Regions from separate parts of the Mus musculus genome. Here regions 1, 2, 3, 5, 6 and 7 are each linked to region 4. A link is a contact called in public promoter capture Hi-C data. All regions are on one chromosome and are shown on one strand. Each heading gives the region's core, a stretch centred on a gene start, on an enhancer-like site or on the middle of the called end of the contact. The rest is flanking DNA. Distances are from core to core; before and after follow the strand shown. Region 1 holds the start of Tlr5 (toll-like receptor 5). Region 2 holds the start of Ccdc121 (coiled-coil domain containing 121). Region 3 holds the start of Taf1a (TATA-box binding protein associated factor, RNA polymerase I, A). Region 4 holds the start of Trp53bp2 (transformation related protein 53 binding protein 2). Region 5 has its middle 12 kb from the start of Gm33669. Region 6 holds the start of Disp1 (dispatched RND transporter family member 1). Region 7 holds the start of Mia3 (melanoma inhibitory activity 3).

The links. Promoter capture Hi-C pulls out the DNA fragments that hold promoters and counts their contacts.
Region 1: a contact with region 4 is called in a promoter capture Hi-C map of embryonic stem cells, with 31 times the contacts expected there. The contact joins the promoter of Tlr5 here to the promoter of Trp53bp2 in region 4. A contact is called at or near these places in 6 of 39 promoter capture datasets (the 3T3-L1 cell line, embryonic stem cells, hippocampal neurons and 2 more), 2 of 115 datasets of contacts at active chromatin or transcription factors (bone marrow-derived macrophages and embryonic stem cells) and 1 of 9 other capture datasets (embryonic stem cells).
Region 2: a contact with region 4 is called in a promoter capture Hi-C map of hippocampal neurons, with 3 times the contacts expected there. The contact joins the promoter of Ccdc121 here to the promoter of Trp53bp2 in region 4. A contact is called at or near these places in 2 of 39 promoter capture datasets (embryonic stem cells and hippocampal neurons).
Region 3: a promoter capture Hi-C map of embryonic stem cells shows a contact between it and region 4, with 41 times the contacts expected there. The contact joins the promoter of Taf1a here to the promoter of Trp53bp2 in region 4. A contact is called at or near these places in 3 of 39 promoter capture datasets (embryonic stem cells, hippocampal neurons and liver) and 1 of 115 datasets of contacts at active chromatin or transcription factors (embryonic stem cells).
Region 5: a promoter capture Hi-C map of embryonic stem cells shows a contact between it and region 4, with 7 times the contacts expected there. The contact joins the enhancer-like site here to the promoter of Trp53bp2 in region 4. A contact is called at or near these places in 4 of 39 promoter capture datasets (the 3T3-L1 cell line, the C10 cell line, embryonic stem cells and 1 more) and 4 of 115 datasets of contacts at active chromatin or transcription factors (bone marrow-derived macrophages, embryonic stem cells, memory CD8 T cells and 1 more).
Region 6: a contact with region 4 is called in a promoter capture Hi-C map of embryonic stem cells, with 13 times the contacts expected there. The contact joins the promoter of Disp1 here to the promoter of Trp53bp2 in region 4. A contact is called at or near these places in 6 of 39 promoter capture datasets (the 3T3-L1 cell line, the C10 cell line, embryonic stem cells and 3 more) and 3 of 115 datasets of contacts at active chromatin or transcription factors (astrocytes, pancreatic cancer cells and pro-B cells).
Region 7: a contact with region 4 is called in a promoter capture Hi-C map of liver, with 10 times the contacts expected there. The contact joins the promoter of Mia3 here to the promoter of Trp53bp2 in region 4. A contact is called at or near these places in 5 of 39 promoter capture datasets (embryonic stem cells, hippocampal neurons, liver and 1 more), 1 of 484 Hi-C or Micro-C datasets (embryonic stem cells) and 2 of 115 datasets of contacts at active chromatin or transcription factors (astrocytes and embryonic stem cells).

Annotation. Positions count from the first base shown.
Region 1 is chr1:182,953,341-182,956,059 of GRCm38.p6, forward strand. Tlr5 (toll-like receptor 5) reads left to right here and starts at 1,448. Exons shown (of 4, transcript NM_016928.3): 1 at 1,448-1,542.
Region 2 is chr1:181,510,167-181,512,866 of GRCm38.p6, forward strand. It overlaps Ccdc121 (coiled-coil domain containing 121), which reads right to left and starts at 1,285. Exons shown (of 1, transcript NM_207280.3): 1 at 1-1,285. The coding sequence starts at 1,219. The coding sequence ends at 248.
Region 3 is chr1:183,387,567-183,390,266 of GRCm38.p6, forward strand. It overlaps Taf1a (TATA-box binding protein associated factor, RNA polymerase I, A), which reads left to right and starts at 1,419. Exons shown (of 11, transcript NM_001277959.1): 1 at 1,419-1,592.
Region 4 is chr1:182,407,780-182,410,479 of GRCm38.p6, forward strand. It overlaps Trp53bp2 (transformation related protein 53 binding protein 2), which reads left to right and starts at 1,388. Exons shown (of 18, transcript NM_173378.2): 1 at 1,388-1,671. The coding sequence starts at 1,645.
Region 5 is chr1:181,865,387-181,868,086 of GRCm38.p6, forward strand. No RefSeq gene overlaps it. Among named protein-coding and RNA genes, the nearest start is that of Gm33669, 12 kb to the right of the region's middle. Within about 2 kb of position 1,300, at least 87 of the 459 cell types and tissues checked have an H3K27ac peak or open chromatin away from gene starts, as enhancers often do. A contact at or near this core is called in embryonic stem cells and memory CD8 T cells, where this site is marked.
Region 6 is chr1:183,220,211-183,222,910 of GRCm38.p6, forward strand. Disp1 (dispatched RND transporter family member 1) reads right to left here and starts at 1,319. Exons shown (of 10, transcript NM_026866.3): 1 at 1,113-1,319.
Region 7 is chr1:183,368,171-183,370,870 of GRCm38.p6, forward strand. It overlaps Mia3 (melanoma inhibitory activity 3), which reads right to left and starts at 1,395. Exons shown (of 26, transcript NM_177389.3): 1 at 1,227-1,395. The coding sequence starts at 1,359.

The sequences.
Region 1 (2,719 bases), core at 198-2,697, 550 kb after region 4:
TCCCTCTGCACTCAGCTTTCGAGAGCCACTTGAGGCAACTTGTCACATGGGCTTCAAGCTGCCAGCCGAGGAGGGAGCTGAGAAGACTGTATAATGAGATCTTCCTTGGTAATTAAGTGCTGGGCTTTGTTTTAACCTATCTCTCCTGCCCTGCTTGATCATATCACCTAGCTGTCAGGCCACGCTGGAGAGTGTGAATCAACCTGGGATTACACCCCAGCTGCAAGAGGCAGCTGTCAGCTTTTGCCCAACCTCCATGCGACCCCAGTCTTACTGCAGACTGTGACACTTCTGTCCTTGAACTGGGTTTCACCCCCAGAAAGCGACTGACTTCGCCACCTTCCTATACAAATCCCTTCCTTTTAACACTCCTGCAGCAGCAGGCTCCTGACTTTTCTTTCCTTCAGCATGTCCCTTTCCAGAAAGCAGATCAACTCTCAACCCCACAACACCCCGCCCCCTCCTCCTAGGAGCAGGTGGAGGGTGGGAAGGAAAAGGGAAGTGAAGCCAGAAGGGCTCACAGGCCGGAAAGCTCTTGCGTTCTCTGAGGGAAATCACAACTTCCTTCCCTGGCCTTCAGTCACAGGCAGTAGCCTTTGCTGATCCAAATCTGACCTTCAGATATTTAGTATGGGGCAGGGGGTATAGTGCTTGTGGAAGCATGAGGACCAGAGTTCAATCCCTAACACACAAGTAAAGTCCACAGGCATGGTGATGGTACCTGCCTGTAACCCCAGTGCTGGGGAGGTAGAGCATCCAGTATCCCTGGGGCTTGTTAACCAGCTTAGCATTTTTGGTGAGTTCCAGGCCAGTGGGAGATCCTGTCTCAATAACTCAATAAACAAGATAGACAGCTCCTGATGAATGATGTGCATGTGTGGGCGTGTACACACACACACACACACACACACACACACACACACACACACACCTTCAATAGTTAAAATAGAAGGCGTAGCCAAGTAGTAGAGGGCAAAATGACAGCCAGCTTCACCCCTCAGCATCATATCTTCAAGATTTGGCACAGATCAAAGAGCACAGGCAAGAACAGAAGTAACTGCCCCGATCAGGACTTGCTGCGCTGGCCGTGTGTACAGTGCATCAGGATAGGATCTAGGCCGCCTTCCCTGGGTCAGTGCAGGCCTATGTTATCTCGATGGACAGTTAGGGGTAGCTACAAAAATCACAACAGGCCCTCTGCCTCCTGTGCTGGGCTCCATGATAGCCAATACCTACCGTCTGCCCCAGCTCTACTTTCTTTCCTACCTCAGTTACAAGGTCATTGCAGCAGAGATAGAGGTCTCCTCCCTGGCAAGAAAGCAGAGAGGTACCTAGGCTGAGGTACTTTGCCCAGAACTCAGAAAAGACAAGCATGGTCCACAGAGAAAGCCTGATCAAGAGTTGTGGGCGGGGCTCCAGCAGCGGGCGGTGTTTCCCTCTCCTCCCCGCTCTCCTGCTTTCCCGAGCCCAGCGGCAGCTTTGGTGCCTGGAGCCGAGTGAGGTCAGTCCTGGAGCCTGTGTTGTGGGAATCCCGCTTGGGAGGTGAGAGCCTTGTAGTTGCAAGGGGTCCAGCAGGGGGTTCCCTGAGACCGGAAGGGGCCCGGGACGTTGCTGGACACGTTAGTGCCCCCGCCCCTCTCTCTTCCTCCTGGCTTCGTCCTGAACCCTTTCAACTCTCTTTCCTGCCTGTGCTCTCTGCCACTCAGTGCCACGGAAACTGGGGTCCCTCGGCCCAGCGAGCTGAGAGTAAGCAGAGTGCCCAGCGGGACAATTCTAGGATTGACAAGTCACTTGCATGCTGGCTTTGGGACAAGGTTCCCTAGTTCTCTCTTCTGGCTTTCACCTTTGGCCCCACCCTCTGGAAGAGACAGGTATTTAACGCGCGCGGAGTCCGTTCTCTTGCTGTCTTCCTTGGAAAGAGGAAGTCGACAGTCACCATCAATTGAGCTATGGACACCTTAAAAAGACACTGCAGTCAGTGAAGTCCTTGGACACCCTCCGGGGCAGGGAGAAGTAGGGCAGCTGGCCCCGAGGCTGTGAAGAAAGAACTCCATCAGCCTTTGGCAATTACAGCCATTACAGTCATGGCTCTGCTCCGTAAACCACCACGGCTGGAATAGTGGTTGTTTCCTGAAGTGGGGTGGTTGGTTGTCTTGGGAGAGAGAAAGTCTCCCCAGGAAGGCTGCTGAGACCTTGAGGAATGGGAATGCATGGGGATTGCTTTCTCCCATTGGTGGGCTAGCCTTGTAATTAGCTAGTGTCTGGAACACGGCAGTCTAGCGCTGTGCGGCATGGGCCTGCAGCTTAACCGCAGGGCCTTTTATGAAGTGTTATTGAGGGTTAACCCCCTCAAGCACATGAACAATGCATTCCTCCTGTCCCGTACCTGGAAGGGGGTGTGGATGCTGACCTGCCACTGTCACACACATGTGGCTTGGTCTCTTTCCTCTGCCTTTCCTCAGAGGACACAACTCTGAATAGTTTGTTCAAGGTGTGTAGATCTTGACTCTGTTCACCTTATTCTTTGGGGGCAGAAACCAATCGTGAGGAACATCCAGCATGCTATGCAGTCAGGAGGGAACCCTGGGTTCTGCTATGCTAAATGCTTAGCCTTTCACATTGTGGTAGGATTCTTGGGGTGCCCCCGACGAGGGGTCCAGGCCAACGTTAATGATGGGGCGGTACAAGAAGAGTCCCTATTATAGTAATCAGGATGACT
Region 2 (2,700 bases), core at 35-2,534, 900 kb before region 4:
CTGAGAATTTCAAATGCTACTATAAAAATGGGTGGTATAACCCGTTAAAAAGTTTTCCAAGTGTTCTAAATCTCCGGAATCTACAACAGCCCCAGGGACACAGACAGTGAGGATGTGGGTCCCAGACAAGGAGCACGACCCCATGCTGCAACAACTGCCCTTCCTGAAAGTGTGTTTCTATTTTCCACGAAGGATACTTTTTGGCTTGTAGATTATTCCCTGCGCCTCAATTCAGTTGCAGTAGCTGTTACTTTGAACTTGCTTTTGATTTGGTGCTCAGCATGGTCTTTGAAGCTCTCTGTTCCTTGAGGCGTGGGTTATGACCACGATGATGGCGCTCGCGTTCTGCCTGCAGCCGCTGCCGCCCTCTGGTCAAGGCTTCTAGGTACCACTGCTGCTCCTTCGCCAGCTGCCGGTGCTTTTCCAGCTGGCTCCTCACAGCATCCAACCTGCCGTACTCCTGGCTCAGTTGCTGAAGCTCCTTGCGTAGCTGCTGGTTCTCCCTGTGGAGACTGCCACAGAACTCAGAATGAGCCTGCTTGGCTGCTAGCGCCAAGGCCTTGTACTTCCTCGTAAGCCCCGTGGTGTTGATCTGCCCCAGCTCCATCAGATGCCACTCTTGCAGCTCCTTCTCCATCAGTGCCTTTTCCCGCAGGAACTGGAAGTGCGCCTCCCGGTCCTTGGTCGCAGTCTCACTTCGGACTTTCTCTTGCTCCTTCTCCAAGGTCTGTATTTTCACGTCCTGGCCCTCCTTTATCTTGTAAACTGGCTTCAGTGCCTGCAACTGCTGCTTCAAATCCTTCTGGGTCTTTCTGCCCTGCAGGAGCTGGGCTTGAAGAGCTGCGTTTCTCTGGTTGTATCTGGATGCCAATTCTTGTCTCTCGCGTTCTATCTCGCCACATTCTTGGACGTACTGCTTCCACAGCTCCTCCTGTTTCTTCTCACACTGTTCCTTATTTTTACGCAGGTATTCCATGAAAAGCTGGTTTTCAGCCTGCACACGGTATTTTTCCTCTAGTAGCTGCCTGCTGTCCTTCAGCAGCCTTTCCCGCCGGCATTTGGTTTCTTGGATTTGCTGGCTCAGCTCCTTCATCGCCACCACTGTCTTCCTTTTTACCCGTTTCTCCAAGCTCGTTAGCAACTTTGGCTTGAGATATGTATTTAGAATAGTAAGGTGTGGTGTTGGCGGGGGTGCATCTCCAGGGCTCTGGGCAAGCATACTCCTTGAATCCCCAGGTCAAGGAGAGTGACTGCAAGAGAGCATGGGATGGTGGTTTGTTGTTTCAGGGCACAGAGTCCTGAGCAAATGTTCCCAAGGTTTCTCCCTCTGGTGGTCAAGGCGACCAAGCGACACTCAGCCTGCCAGGAAGTCAGAGCAGGTCAGAGGCTGTCCAGGGCTTTTCTGACTCTCTTTCCTTTTTGTTAAACAGTCACACTGTTTGTTGTCCAAACCAGTGCCAGGAAGTCCAGACAGGTGTCAGAACAGCATATGTCCTCCCTTCATAACGAGGAGGGTAGAGAAAACAGACCTGCTTGACTTTTAGAGTTTGTCAACATACTCAGCCTGGATTCCAAGTCCGGGCCTCACCACGCAGTGCATGAGGTGGCTGAAGCTGAGAGGGGTTTTAGGCCAGGCCTGTATGAGCACCGATGACCCAGCACCAGTAAAGTCCATATAGAACATCTAAGGTGATTTAGGACAATCATCACTCAAGATTTCTGAACCAGGGGTAAGAGTCCAGAGAATTGGTTTCTGTGGATATATGACTGCAGTTTTAAGGACTACCCGCTAATTGCCTTCTCCCCACTCACAAAGAAACCCTCTGTCCAATCCTCAGAAAGCTCTGAGCCTAAGTGGGGGTCCTTCAGATGCTAAGGTGGCTAAAAGGCCTACCCAGCCTCTGGCAATCGACTGTGCATGGAATGTCCATGTCTTCTGCCTTCTCTTGGTGTGTATAGTCTACATCAGGGTGTCGGGGGCTCTTTCTGCAGACCCAGTTCCTAGTGGGGCCAAAGTTAAGGGCGACTGCAGAGTCTTCTGTATGCTGTTCAGTGTCTCAATCCTTGAATACAGATAAGATCTCTTAGAGTTCATGAAAGGATGTGGAAGCTCTAAGAAGTAACATCTTCGTCCAGGACTATAGGTAGTTGGATCTGTCGGGCCCCCTGACCCCTGACCCCTGACCCCCGACCCCTTTGGCTCCCTTGGCAAGACTGTTATACTCTCCCAGAGAGTGATTCCCTAACTGCCCAAGGATTCTTCCAGTGATGGTTTCCCAGACTGCTCCCTTGAGATTCTGATTTGGGTGTTTTGGAGAGGAAAGAGGGATCTGGGGTTAATGCAATGATTCTTGCCATCAGAGTTTGACAAACACAGCGGTCATATCCCCTCACACCACAGCTCCCCTCACCCCATGGCCCCAAGCTGGAACTCAGCCTGTGCCGGATGCCTTGAAGATATGAAACCACGGGGCTTCTATAATCACTGTCCCCATGAAATCTAAATATAAGAAGACACAATGCCCATGTTGGGTAATAGCTCTGCTTCTATAGGCTCTGCCTTGATTTCCTGGAGATTCAGGATGTGAGACACAGACGAGTGCCCATAACTGGTATAATTGTGCTAACTCATCTGTTGGAGATGGGCTTTCGCAGATGCCAGCTGCGAAAAAAAGCCCAAATAAACCAAAAGAGCCTCAG
Region 3 (2,700 bases), core at 169-2,668, 980 kb after region 4:
TGCTAACAATGAATCTATTTTGCCAATTTCAGGGCTTCTGTGACCTTTTACATTCTGCCAGGATCTTTCAACATCACAACATCCTCCCACCCCTTTTTTGAGACAGGGTTTCTCTGTGTAGCCCTGGCTGTCCTGGAACTCCCTCTGTGGACCAGGCTGGCCTCGAACTCAGAAATCTGCCTGCCTCCCTCCCTCCTGAGTGTTGGGATTAAAGGCACGCACCACTACTGCTAGTATTTTCCCCCATTTTTATGAGCATGACCAAAATCAGCTGAGTCATTTTGATAAATCAAGATTCCAGATGACAAGCTAATCATTATCTTGGTGTGTGTGTGTGTGACTGCCCCTCCTTTGTCACATAGTTTAGCTTTGCCTGTAGTTAGGAGTATAGGTTTAAAGGCCCAGGCATAGAGGCACATGCCTTTAATCCCAGCACTTGGAAGCCAGACTGATTTCTGGGTTGAGGCCATCCTGGTCTACAGACTAAGTTCTAGGACAGCTAGGGCAATGCTGAAACATGGTCTTAGAAACAAAAATAAAACAAAACAAAAACTCAGCAACAAAAAGAAACAGTAAGGGCAAAGACACAAAGAACTGTATAAATAACTTTTCTCTAGTGCCTATGAGCACTGCATACTGTTTACATAGAAAACACGGAATAAAATACCCATCGCATTAAAAAAAAAAAAACAACTCTTCATACAAAGTCTTTTTATAGACCCTTAGGTTTCTATGATACTCGGATTCTGTTCTCGAGCAGTAAATTCAAAGTTCCAGAGGAGTCCATGCCATCACTTATGCAGCCTTCAGTACGTTCTTTTTTATTTTAGTTCCAATAACTTTAAAGTTGTCTTCCTGTAGCTTTTACTCATTAATGCGTGTTTTCACCACTGGTGCCAGTCTGTTCATTTAACGGATCAGCCCTTGAAAATACATCTGCCATTCTCCATGGTCCTTTTCAAAGGCTTAACAATTCCACTATCTACCTCCAGAATTAACACATGGCTGTGAATGTCTCTCATGAAAGTGGGATCCAGACCCATCCCTACAACAATCCACGTTGAAAAGGAAAAAGATTCTTGCTCAAACTGTGAGGCAGGAAGTCACTTAAATCAGATGCTAGCAGCAACTGGGATCGGCTATGCGTTCCCTTGTCACACTCGACTTTGCGATGGAAATCTTCCAATTTCGTTAAGGCTCAGGCTAAATTGTCAATCTGGGCCAAACCAATGGGGAGGCGGAAGTCAACATCCACTTCCGGGCCTCGTCCGGAAGCCTCTTCAGAGCTGGATAGGCTCTGCATCTTTCCCACAGGTAACGCTCCTGTGGGGGCGTGGCCACGCATGCGCACTACCTGAATGCCCACCAGGCTGGTTCTGCGCAAGCTCCCAGGAAGCGCTCGTTAACTGCTTCCGGACAGGGTTTTCCGGGGCGGCGAACAACGTGGAGTCGGGCGACTCTGGAGCTTGGATTTAGCGGCTCGCGGGCTCCGTACGCCTTGCGCTTTCAGTGAAACAGGAAAAGGTGTGTGAGCCTCCTGCTTGTTCCTTCTGCGGTTTCCTCTTGACTTTGTGCTCCTGGGCTCTGAGACCGTAAGTTACAGAGATCGTGAACTTTTGGTTACCGTGGCAACAGCCACCACGCCAACCTTCCCCAGGCCAGTTTGAGTCTTTGAGGGCCAAGGAAGGATTTGCGTTGTCTCCTTACCGTGTGTGGTAAGGTCGATTTCTAATTCAGGTGCTATTTCAAACTTTTTCGCGGAACGGCTGAGATTGATTTTTTTTAAAGGCCTAATCTGGATTTAAGGCGGAGAAACAAAATTTGAGGCTGGCCAACTCTTTGGGAGATGGGTCAGCAGGTAGTGGCAATTACTGTCAAGCCGGGTGAGTTCGATCCCCGGATCTACACAGTTGAAGGACCCCTCTAGATGATTCTCTGACCTCCACGCGTGCGCCGTGGCTTCTTCCGACAATAAACAAAGTGTAATATTAAAAAAAGAAATCGTACCGGGCGGTGGTTGCGCACGCCTTTAATCCCAGTACTTGGGAGGCAGAGGCAGGCGGATTCCTGAGTTCGAGGCCAGCCTGTCTACAGAGTGAGTTCCAGGACAGCCAGGGCTACACAGAGAAACCCTGTCTCGGAAAAAAACAAAACAAAACACCCCCAAAAAGAAAAGAAAGAAATCGTTTGTCAGCAGGCTTCAGGTTCGATCTCTAGCACCGCAGAAAACAAAGAAAGCAACGCCAGTTGATAAGGGTGAGGGTACCGAACTAGGGTGATGCTGTGGGATTGCAGAAGGGAGGGACGCGTTCAGTGGAATTCGTAGCTTCAGTATTTGATGGATACGCAGAACAAGGGTCTTGAGCATTTTGACATTTAAATCCATGTCCAGTGGCATGTAGCTGCTTTTGTCGAGTCATTTCTTTGCCATGGGCCGCTGCCGACCCCCTTACGTTTTTTGTCATACCGGCTCGTCTGTGTGCTTTGTGTTTCCCAGACTTTTGTCTTCACCGTTTCTCAGTCCTAACTTGGAAGGAAATACGGTTGCTGCTATGATTATCTTAGATAACTTATGGGCTATTTATGTGGTTAAGTTCCGAATACATACTAGCAACTGCTGCTACTGTACGTGCGTGTTATATATTCTTTTTTTTTTTTTAAGATTTATTTATTTATTATATGTAAGTACACTGTAGCTGT
Region 4 (2,700 bases), core at 138-2,637:
GTAGCCCAGGCTGGCCTCAGACTCTTGATACGTCCTGCCTCAGCCTTCTAGTGCTGGGACGACAAACAATAAGTGCTCATTCTTTCTGTTGTGCTTTGTATTAAAACCAGGAGTTTATTCATGTTAAACACTCTATCACTAAACTATGTCTGACTCCAGGGACCCCCCCCCCCCCGTTTACATTTTGAGACCTATTCTGCTAAAGCTGCCCTGGGAACCCTTAAATTTGGGATTTTCCTGCCTCAGCATTCTGAGTACCTGGGGATATAGATCTGTGCCACACACAGGTCAATTTATATTTAATTTTTATAAAAGTGTCATTTGAGGTAAGGTCTTACTCTTTCAGCTCAGGCTGGCCTGGAACTCACTGCAATTCTCCTGGCTCAGCCTCCCAAGCGCTGAGATTACTAGTGCACGCTACCACATTCAGCTGGCTCCATTCTTGAAGCTGTATACATTCTGGTGCTTCATTTCATTTCGTTTTGGGGACTCTTCTGTCCTCTGATTCCAAATGAGCTTGCACGGGTTACTTGACGTGAAATGAGCTTCGTGGAGTTAGTGTTCCTGAAGCCTATGTCTCTCTGGATAATGGACTCGACTATCTGCCTCCCTATCAAAGCGAACTACTGCCAATTTCCCAGCGTGAGCTTCGACGGCTCCAAAAAATGGTCCTTGTGTTAAAAGTGTTTACAGGTCGTGATGAGCTGAAGAGCGCCCCAGAAAGCTGTTTTTACCCATTTTCAAATCCTTTGAGCGTGCTGTTCAAAACACAGGGAACCCCCCCACTTCTCAACACTGAAGGGCTTTTCCCTTCTTACATTATAGAAGTAACAGGCCATTCAGAGGGGGGTCTTGGACATCGCCTGAGGGATGAGGACAAATCCGAGAGCGCCTTCTGTCAGGAACGTGCTCCGGCCCGGCGGACTCGCAGGTCTCCATCTTGTGGGGCGCTCGGATCCCTCAGGGCGCCCTGAGTCAGGTGTGTGAGGCGGCGCCGCCCAGGCCCCTCGGCGTCCGGCGCCTTGTGGCTGGTTCATGGTTCCTAAGGCAAAGGGCTCAACTCTCTTGAGCAACTCGGAACCGCCAAGGAGGTGAGGGACACAGCCCTGGGCTCCATCCCCGCGTTTTACGATTATTGTTCTCCTGCGGCGCCGCCCTCCCGTGCCTTGGCTCCGCCTGGAGGCGCGTTCAGGAGCAGCTCCGCCGCCTGCATCTTCCTCCCTCGGAGCAAAGGTTCCCGCCCCCTCTGGCACCGCCCCCAGCATCTGCGCATGCGCCTTCGCCGCCCGGTTGGCGCTCCGCTCCCCCTTACCTCAAGCCTTGGGGCGCGCCGCGGGCGGGGCTTCGTGGGGGGCGGGGCCAGCGCGCCTCGGTGGGGGCCCGGCCGGGATTAGTTGGTTTCGGCGAGAAGGAGGAGGAGGAGGTGGGAGTCGCGAGCGCCGAGACAAAGCCGCGTCCCGGAGACGGGCGAGGGGATTGGGCCCCGGACTCGGTGGCGTCCCGGTCCGCTGAGGGGACTCCAGCGCCGCTGCCTCGCAACAGGTCGGCCGCCGGGCGCGCGGCCTCGTTCTCGCTTGGCTTCCCCGGGCCCGCGACCCTCGGGTCACTTCTGCTCGGCCAGGCCGCCGCCAGACCCCCGCTTCCATGCGGTTCGGGTCCAAAATGATGCCGGTAAGCGGGTGGGCGTGCTGGGGCCCGGAAGTGTACAGGGCGGGGGGGCCGGGTCAGCGGAGCCGGTGGAGCTTCGGGCTTCGAGGCTCTGAGGCTCCGTCCCTCTGGGTCCCCGCGACGGTCGCGATGCTGCCCCGCAGGCAGTGCGGCAGCCCGGGCCGCTGCTCCAAACTTTGCTTCTCGGATGAGACCTTTGGGGAAGCTTGTTTTGAAGGTCAAGAGCCGGGGAACCTTGTTCTTAGCCTATTTCTTTGAATTGTTTTGAGGCTTTTTACTGAAGTGAAGCATAGCGCTTGAAAAGGCTTGCCTTTCTTTTTCTTTCTGCCAGTTTTTTTTTTTTTTAACTTGAATTTCGATCTGATGTTGGTGATAGCAGCCATGTCACCCTATCTATCTCTTTGTGGAAACAGGTTTTAGTAAATGCAGCCTTGAAAGTTTTAGTTCAGAGGAAAACTTCAGTGCCCCGCTCCCCCAGCTTTTTTTCTGCAAGACCTCTAAGAAAGATGAGTGAATTCTTTTGGCATCTGACTTGGCCAGCGTCACAGGTGACTTGCAGGTTGAATGGAGGTGTTTCTGAAAAGCCCCCTTAGCAAGCACAAGATCTGACTGGTTATGGTGGCTCCTGCAGCCGTGTATTTATTTCCTCGTGGGTGTTGTATTTGTTCTCCTCTCAAGCAGGATTAATCGCAGTCAACCTAAGTCCTTTTTTAAAAAATAATTTTTATATATTCTTTGAAAGGTCACGTATTTTAGCCATATCCATCCCTAAACCCCTCATCAACTCACGTTCTTATCGCATCACTTGTTTAAGAAAACAAAACGATAAAAACTTAAAACAACTTAATTTTTTTGCTTTTATAAAATCCAAGAAAGAGTGTTAAAATTTGTGTTTCAATGTTCTATTTTGTTTTGGTTTTTTTGTAATTACACGTGCAGAATATACTATACTGTCTCTTTGCCCCTTTGCGTTGTGGAGGGTGTTCCTAAATTTTTCTAGGTTGGACACATATATAATATTTTGGTTATTAG
Region 5 (2,700 bases), core at 50-2,549, 540 kb before region 4:
GTGGGTGCTCTTGCTGTTCTGAGGTCAGAGCTATCAGGCTCAGACTGGTTCATACTGCAGAGCCGGGCCTCAGTTTGTGTTCTCCTCACAGTTTGGCTCCTTTGAGCCTCTCAGAGCTCAAGGGCCATGGTCTGAGAATGAGATGTGCTAGGGAACTCAGCAGAACAGCTGGCCACTGATGGAGTCAGAGGGTGGGCATAGACTACACCAAGAGAGCCAGAGCCAGGCAAAAGCCAGCAGGCGCCGGGACTGTGAGGATCAGAGAAGTCAGGATCTGTACAACTAAGGTCAGGACCAGGCTGGGGACAGGTTCTCTACACCCTTGCCACACTCCAGGTGTGTCAAAGGTGTGTCTCCCAGAGGCGGTGCTGTCTCTAATGCTGCCTGTCCGGCCTTCAGCAGCAAGCTTCAGTTCCCCTCCTGGGGTATTGCCACAGCCACCCAGTCACCCTTTCTCATCTGTGTACGAGAAACAACATTTTTTAGAAGTTTCATTGAACATGGTGAGCAGGCTTGGTGTTCACCATGTGGCAACACATGGAGGATCGTAAACTGAGAAAGAGAACATACAGGAAAAGATTGACACAGAGATGGCCTCCCAGGACACACACCCAGTAACCCACTTCCTCCAACTGGGCCCCACTCCTGCCCCTTACCCTTCCTAGTAAGGCTACATATTATGAACCAAGAGATCATAGTCATCCGATAGCCCAGAGCCTCGAGGATTTAGTCACCCTGAAGTTACCTCTCAGACACACCCGGGGGTGCTTTATCAATCCGGGTGTTTCTTAATCCAATCCAGCTGACAAGATTCATCACCATAGTCTCCTAACTAGCCCTCCGCTCCTGCCCTCACCACGCAAGCCTTCCGTGCAGCCAAAGAGTGGCTTTTTCTTTTTAAATCCTAAGCAAGGTTTTGTCATTTCTCTGCTCGAGTCCTCCTGTGGCTCCTCCCCTTTCCCAGTCCCGTGTATATACACATATACACATATACACATATACACATATACACATATACACATATATACACCCTGCAGTGTCTGCCCTCCTCCCTCTGTGCACTCTGTACACCTGCGGCTAAGCACCACAGCGTCCTTGTGGCTGAGGACCCTCTGCACACTCACTTAACTCTCTACTAAGAATTGTATTCTGGGCTGAAGAGATGGCTCAGCAAGAATTGGCCCAAACACTGTAGTTTGTGGGGGTTGGAATAAGAATGGCCCCCCAGAGGTTCATCCCTTTGAATGCTTAGTCATCAGGGCAAGGCGCTGTTTGAGAAAGTTTAGTTGTGGCTTTTTTAGAGTAGGCGTGACTTTGTTAGAGGAGGTGTGTCACTGAGGGTCAGGCTTTGAGGTTTGAAAAGCCCATGCTAGGCCCAGTTCTCTCCCCCTCCCCCCCCTCCCCTCCTCTCCTCCCTTCCCTTCCCTTTCCCCTCCCCCTTCTCTCCCCCTCCCCCTTTCTCTTCCCCTCCCCCCTCCCCCCTCCTCCCCTCTCTTGGCCTAGATCAGAATGCAGCTCTCAGCTACTGCTACAGCACCATGTCTGCCTGCATGCTGCTATGATGTCATGATGACAGTGGACTAGACATCTGAACCTGTAAGCCAGCCCCAATTAAATGCTTGCTTTTATAAGGTCTGCCTTGGTCATGGTGTCTCTTCACATCAATAGAACACTGAGCAAGACACTATTCTTGCAGGGAACCCACATCAGCTGTTTCATAGCTGTCTGCAACTCCAGCGCCAGAAGAATCTAACGCCCCCTTCTGGCCTCTAAAGGAACCTACATTCAAAGAGCACAAACCAATGCACAGACATATACATAGTTAATACAATAAAATCTTTAAAGAATTTCAATTCAATGCCAGTCTTACTTCCTTTCCTGTCCCTTGTAGCACTTTCCAGCAGGTAGGAAGGCAGACAGGATTCACAGACAGACAGATACTATCTCTTGCATGCTGTTCAGTGTTTCCAGGTAGGAGCCATAGCATCTGGTATCTGTTTTGTTCTCTCTTTCATCCCTAGCTCTATAGTGAAGGGCATAAGGAATTAACAAGTTCAGACTCTAGTCCAGATTGCACGATGAGATGAGGTACCCCTGAGTGGCTTGCTGCCCTTTCTTCATAAGAGCGTGGTTGTGGTAACACCCCTTGAGCAGCAAGCACAGATGTGAATCTCCAACAGCTGAACCTGGTCGTCTTTTATTTGTTCTAGTTTAGGTCTTTTATATAGGGTCTCACTGTGTAACCCTAGCTGACCTCAATTCACAGCCCTCCATCTCTACCCCTGGGAGTGCTGGGATGCCCAGCAAACTTGGCCATCATTTGGAGACCATACTTGAGACTCCTCTCATAAGACAGGCCAGTCCTCCTAGAACCTTTAAGTTAAAAAATGTTTTGTTGGAATTATAGCTGCCAGGAATTCCAAGGCCCCTCCCCCTCTTGTCCCCAGATGGGGAGACCAGAAGACAAAACAGGGACAAGTTTCTGAGAGCTACATCCACCCAAAATAAGATATACCTGACCCATCTACACTGGGGTCCAAGAGAAGCTATGGCCCATAACTGGCCCAGGACTCGAGCTGTCACAGTGTAGACTGTGGCCACTTCTGGGCCTCTATTTGAAAAATTCTCTGGGAATCCCATTCTGGGTGCATAGACCTTCTCTGGTTCCCAGGCAACAGGGCTCCCACAGGGGCTTATCAT
Region 6 (2,700 bases), core at 69-2,568, 810 kb after region 4:
ACAACAGGCCCACATGTGGTGCCCAGACATACATGCAGGCAATAACACCCATACACATAAAAACAAACAACTTAAAAAAGAAATGAAGAGATGCAAAAAGAAATCAACCCAACAGTTAGCCCCATGACTTCAGAAGACTGCCTTCAATGTCTTCATTAATATGTTAAAGCACTATGTTAGGTGCATCCTGCATTACATCAGCTGTGCCACCCAACAAACCGTTCTTATAATAACTTGTCTCACTGCAGCACAAATCTCAAGTAAGTCAGTGAGATACCGGGTTATGGATAAATGCACAGTGCTTTCTGGTTTGTTTGTATGTTTGTATTTGTTTCTTCAAGTAGTTCAGGTCAGACCACCAAGTAAGATGTAAGTTACCAGTACTGGCAAATACCGGGGGATAAAATTAAGATTGTAACTCTTGGGAAGGGAAACACTTGAAGCAATCAGTATACACCAGCCTCCATCAGTGACAGTACTCTGGCTTTGCCTAGTTATGCTCAGTGTGTGGCAAGAATCCAATCTATTTAACATCTAAAAATGTGTCACCCCATTGAGAAGCAAACAGTAAGTCATAAAGTGCAAACATGAAGGTGCAAGCTTTGTCCAGATACTTACAAGCTCACTCCACGACAAAGGAAGTGGGACAACCTGAACTCCGCAAGGTAGAGAAGAGTCTAAAATGAAAACTTCAGTGGGCTTGCTTGTCTGAATCAAAGACCTAAAGTCCTATTAGTCTGACAAAGCCTGAACGGGAGCTAAGTGAGTAAGAGTTCAGGTTTTCCCTACGAATGTTGGGTATTCCCCTCCGAAGACCACTGGAAGAGGGGAGAAGTCTTAAGAGAAAGAAAGCAATGTATTGCAAAGAAAGCAATGCTGAGCATGCAAGCCTTGGCTGCTCATCTCGCAGATGAGTTAGGTCAAGACGTCCTTCTCATCTTTAACCCCGAGGGTGAAAAGAGCTGCCTCTGGAGCGTCTCCCTGCAAGCCCCCCAAGGCCATCTCGGGCCACCTTCCCTACGAGCCTGGGGACGCGGACACACCCCCATGGAAGATGTCACCTCGGCCTCCTCAGCCCCTCGCAGCCACCCTCCGCCGCCAGCCGTCCTCACCCCGAGATCCCTGCTCTCCCGCCGCGCCGACTCCCGCGTGCCTCCTCGGCCTCCCCGGACCGCGGGGACGCAGCGCCGAGAAGCATCCACACCGACCACGGGCGTCCGGGACACTGAGGCTCCGAACTCTGCTCCAGCCGGAGCTCGCGGATCCTGGCCCGGAGCCGCGCTTCCGCCTGGCGCGGGCCGCGGTCGCCAGCGGGACCGGAAGTCCCGCCTCCGGCTATGGGCCCAGGCCTCCTGCTACTCAAAGCCGCTGCAGCTGGGCTGGGGTGCAGAGGCACATGCATCTCCTGTCTCCGTCTTAGCTGTCACTTAGCCAGTCTACAAATGCTGGGCCAGGTGTCCACTAGATGACTCTGAGACCGACCTCTGAGCCCACATTCTGGTTGAAAGTTGAGCTAAACAAAAGCAGTAGCTAATCAGACACCGCGAAGGACTATGTTTTATTTAATTCATTCAGACTGTTTCTTTTCTCCATCACTCATGAAACAAGAAAATGGTAGACGGAGAACCACACCTTGACACACTGTCTAGTTATCTTTAGCTCTTGTTTTTTGTTAAAACCTACTTTCATGTCAGGACTCTAAGGATAACTAAGAGGCATTGAAGTCAAGGCTGGGGACTCTTGTATCTCCTTATCCTTCACAATGTAGCAATTTTGAATAATTCTCTTTTTCTGCTTTTTACTATTAATTTGGGTCCTTTAATTGGCTTACTGAGGATAGGTGGCTGAACCTGGTGTGTTGGAGCACAGGCTGTAACCCTACAAGAAGCACAATTTGTTGTAACACAGCAGTGCTGTGGGAATGGTATGGTGTGTAGAGTTGAGCAAGAAGACGGACTATAAATAACAATTTCAGTTGAGACTGAATTAAAGAACAAATAAGAGTTAAAGTAGGCAAGGACATGCATAGCAGTATACCAGAAAGTAAGAGCCTGTCTTGTTCAGGCAACTGCATAGAAGTACAGTCAATTAAAGTCCAAGACCTCAAAGGCAAGAAAAAAACATAGACAAGACCAGATGTTGCTGTACTTTCGTAGTGGTTTGTAGATTTGGCCCCCCCAAAGATTCGTGTTTGAATGCATGGCCCACAGGGATTGATACTATTAGAAGATATGTCATTGTTAGAAAAGGTGTGGCCTTGTTGGAGGACATGTGTCACTGTAGGGGTGGGCTTTGAGGACTCCTAGTGCTCAAGCTCTGCCCAGGATGGAAGAAAGGCAAAATGCAGAACCCTCAGCTCCTTTACCAGCACCATGTCTGCCTGGCTGCTGCCATGTTTCCTGCCATGACGATAATGGACTGAACCTCTGAAACTCTAAGCCAGCCCCAATTAAATGTTTGCCTTGGTCCTAGTGTCTATTCACAGCAATGGAACCCTAACTAAGACAACTTTATACCAAATATTTTAGCTTCAAATTTCATACAACAGAGTCAATGGAGTCACCATTAGAATAGACAAAACAGCGGATCCTGGGGTTGCCCAGAGTGACTGTCCTAGCTAACAAAGAAAAGAAAAACCTGAGACTGGGCGTTTTAGCTCAATGATCATGGTATGTACCAACTCGCATGAGGCCCTGGGCT
Region 7 (2,700 bases), core at 145-2,644, 960 kb after region 4:
TTTACCTTCGTGGTTGCTTTACCTTCGCTGTTTATTTACAGTGGCCCTGGGTTACAGCTAGGACCTAGAATCTCAGCGACATAAATTACAGGCGCCCCTTTTTTTTCTTTAATGGTATTGGAGTAAACCATTCAAGTTATGCATTTTGCTTTTTCCTTTTTTTTTTCATAACACCAATTGAAATACAAATGGCTAACCTGCACTCTTCTTAGTCTTTTAGAATGAATACTTTTCTGAATGGACTGCTGTGATTTGTGAAGGACATCGTCAGTGAGTTACAGTTTCTGGAAACCAACCTAAAAACAGTATTATTCTGGGTAGGAGTAAGTCCCAGCAACATAGGGAACTAAGGAAAGGGCTGGACGGGTTCCTGAGACCCTTGGAGTATTTATTATCACCGTTACAGTAGTAGCCCTCTTCTAATCCTAACCTTCCCCATGGCCCACCTCCAACCCTGGCACCTCCAACCTAGGACTAGGGCGCGACTGCGCACAGAGAAGGCGGCTGCGGTTCTCAGGTAGTGACAGGTGCAGTAACTTGGCTGGTTAAAGAACGAAAGATTTTGACCTTCCCGCAGCCCTGCTTGGGAGCTGGCAAAAGGCTTCTATGCAAAAGAGCGACGGGACTGAAGGAGAAAACCGGGGAGACCACAGAATGCACTGCTTGCTTGGCCTCGGGATTCATCCCAAACCTAAACTCCAGTTCCTCTGGTTCCAAAGATGATGTGAGCTGGTCCCAATGCAGCCAAGAGGGCAGCGCCGAGGTGCCTTCTGGAGGAACCCCGCCGTCAATCGGCCGCTAGGATTGCGCCCCAGATCTCTAAGCGCGTGGATCTCGGTCTTGAGTGGACCCAGGTCCCCGCGGCCGGCGTTAAAACGCTCTTGGCTGCAGCATGGGGCGCCCAGGATGCGGGGGCGAGCCACCCCATCACCCTGGGAGCCCAAGGGGAGTGCGGGGATAAGGAAGCAGAGAGCAGCACCCTGGAAACCCGGCTGGGTCTGCGGCGCCCCCCGGCAGGGTCAGAGGAGCAGAGAGCAAATCCGGCAACAAGTGGTAGGCACGGCCTCTATGGCAGGGCTAGCCGGGCGATAGCCGAGTAAAGCGTACCAGCGCGGGCTCCGCGGGCCTGCGACCCCCTAGGCCAGGTGCCGGCTGTGGGACTCCGACCCGCGCAGCCACCGCAGCCACCCGGGAACCGGCCGCCCGCCCCGCCACCCCGGACTCACTGCTGCACTCTTCGTCCCCGCACACTTTGAGGTCCGAGAAACGCCGTCCGTGGCTGAGATCCGACTGGCCCGGGACCCACCAGAGCGCCCCCAGCACGAACAGCCAGAAGAGCAGCCCCGGCGCCGCAGCCATGTTGTGGCCACCGCGGGCCCGGGTGACGCGGAGGCCGCCGGCGGGCGGTGTCGGGGGCGGGGCAGGAGCGGGCGGTGCCGGGGGAGGCGCCCAAGAGGCGGGCTGCTGCGAGTGACACGTCAGCAAGGGCTCAGCAAGGGATGCGCGGTGACTTGGAGGAGGCCTTGGCGTCCCTCCCGAACTGCTACCTTGACGACCGTCAGAGGCACCTTCCCCTCGCCCAATCGCAAGCCTCGACTCGGGCGCCTTCACAGACGACCCTCCGCGTCACCAGGTTCGTCACTCCGCATCTCAGCGCCATCCCAACAGGTTTTTCGTCTTCCTCCTACAGCTTCGGATTTCTGGTCCATGCTAAACAGCCATCTCTCTCCATCACTTCTTCCAACTACCGCTTTTAGTTCTGAACCGCCAAGTCCCACACAGGACTGGACACAGTGTGTAACTGATCCATGCACAACCCCCGACCCTAACACACACACTTCAAACTCCATGGGGTTCTTTGGGACCTCCATGGCTCTCTTTTAGTTCAGTGGAGTAGTGGGTGAGACAGTAAATTAGAAAGTGTCATCCTTTAAGGAGAGGGGTGGTGGACAGTGATCCTCTGCCCACGATCTTCAGATTCCTGTCGCTGTCCATAAAGGACATAAGAACATAAAGTCATTTAGTCTAGCACCAACGTGTTCAGCTTCCATCTCCTTTGACAGAACTGTAGGCCAGACCCACTCCGTGGCACACCCGAATGCCCTCATGTTGCCAATAGCTACTGTCTCAATGTTCTCCTTAAGCTTCCTTATAACTCCGTATTTCCAAGTAACATGCAATGGCTTTACCACAGACTGCCCTGTCTCTCTGTCCCTTTATCCTGTTTCCTGGCTTTCTTCCCCTCTTCTGTTAGGTTCACTCAAATAGAGCAGCCCACTCCTCCCACCCCTCAAATAACTCTATAGGAGCTATTGTTTATGTGGTGCTGGAGTCTGGGCGTGCTCACCGACAGTGCTGAGCTACATCCCCACTCTAACTTGTTTTGTTTCCGCTTGTTCTTCATTGCCTAGGGAGGTACCCGGGTCTTGTGATGTGCTCAACAACAATCTGCTGCATGAACCACAGTCCCGATGTAAACACACACACACACACACACACACACACACACACAGACTCCATGGAGTTCTTTCAGACCTCTAGTGCTCTCCCCACAGCAGCATCCTCAACACCAAATCTGCAGATACGTTTATTGTTAGATGGGGACATATCTGTCAGAGCGACTACATTCTCACCCCACTGTTTCCTGTTGTTCTGGGTGCCACCGGGGTATGAAAGCACACCAAAGTAATTTAAACGTCT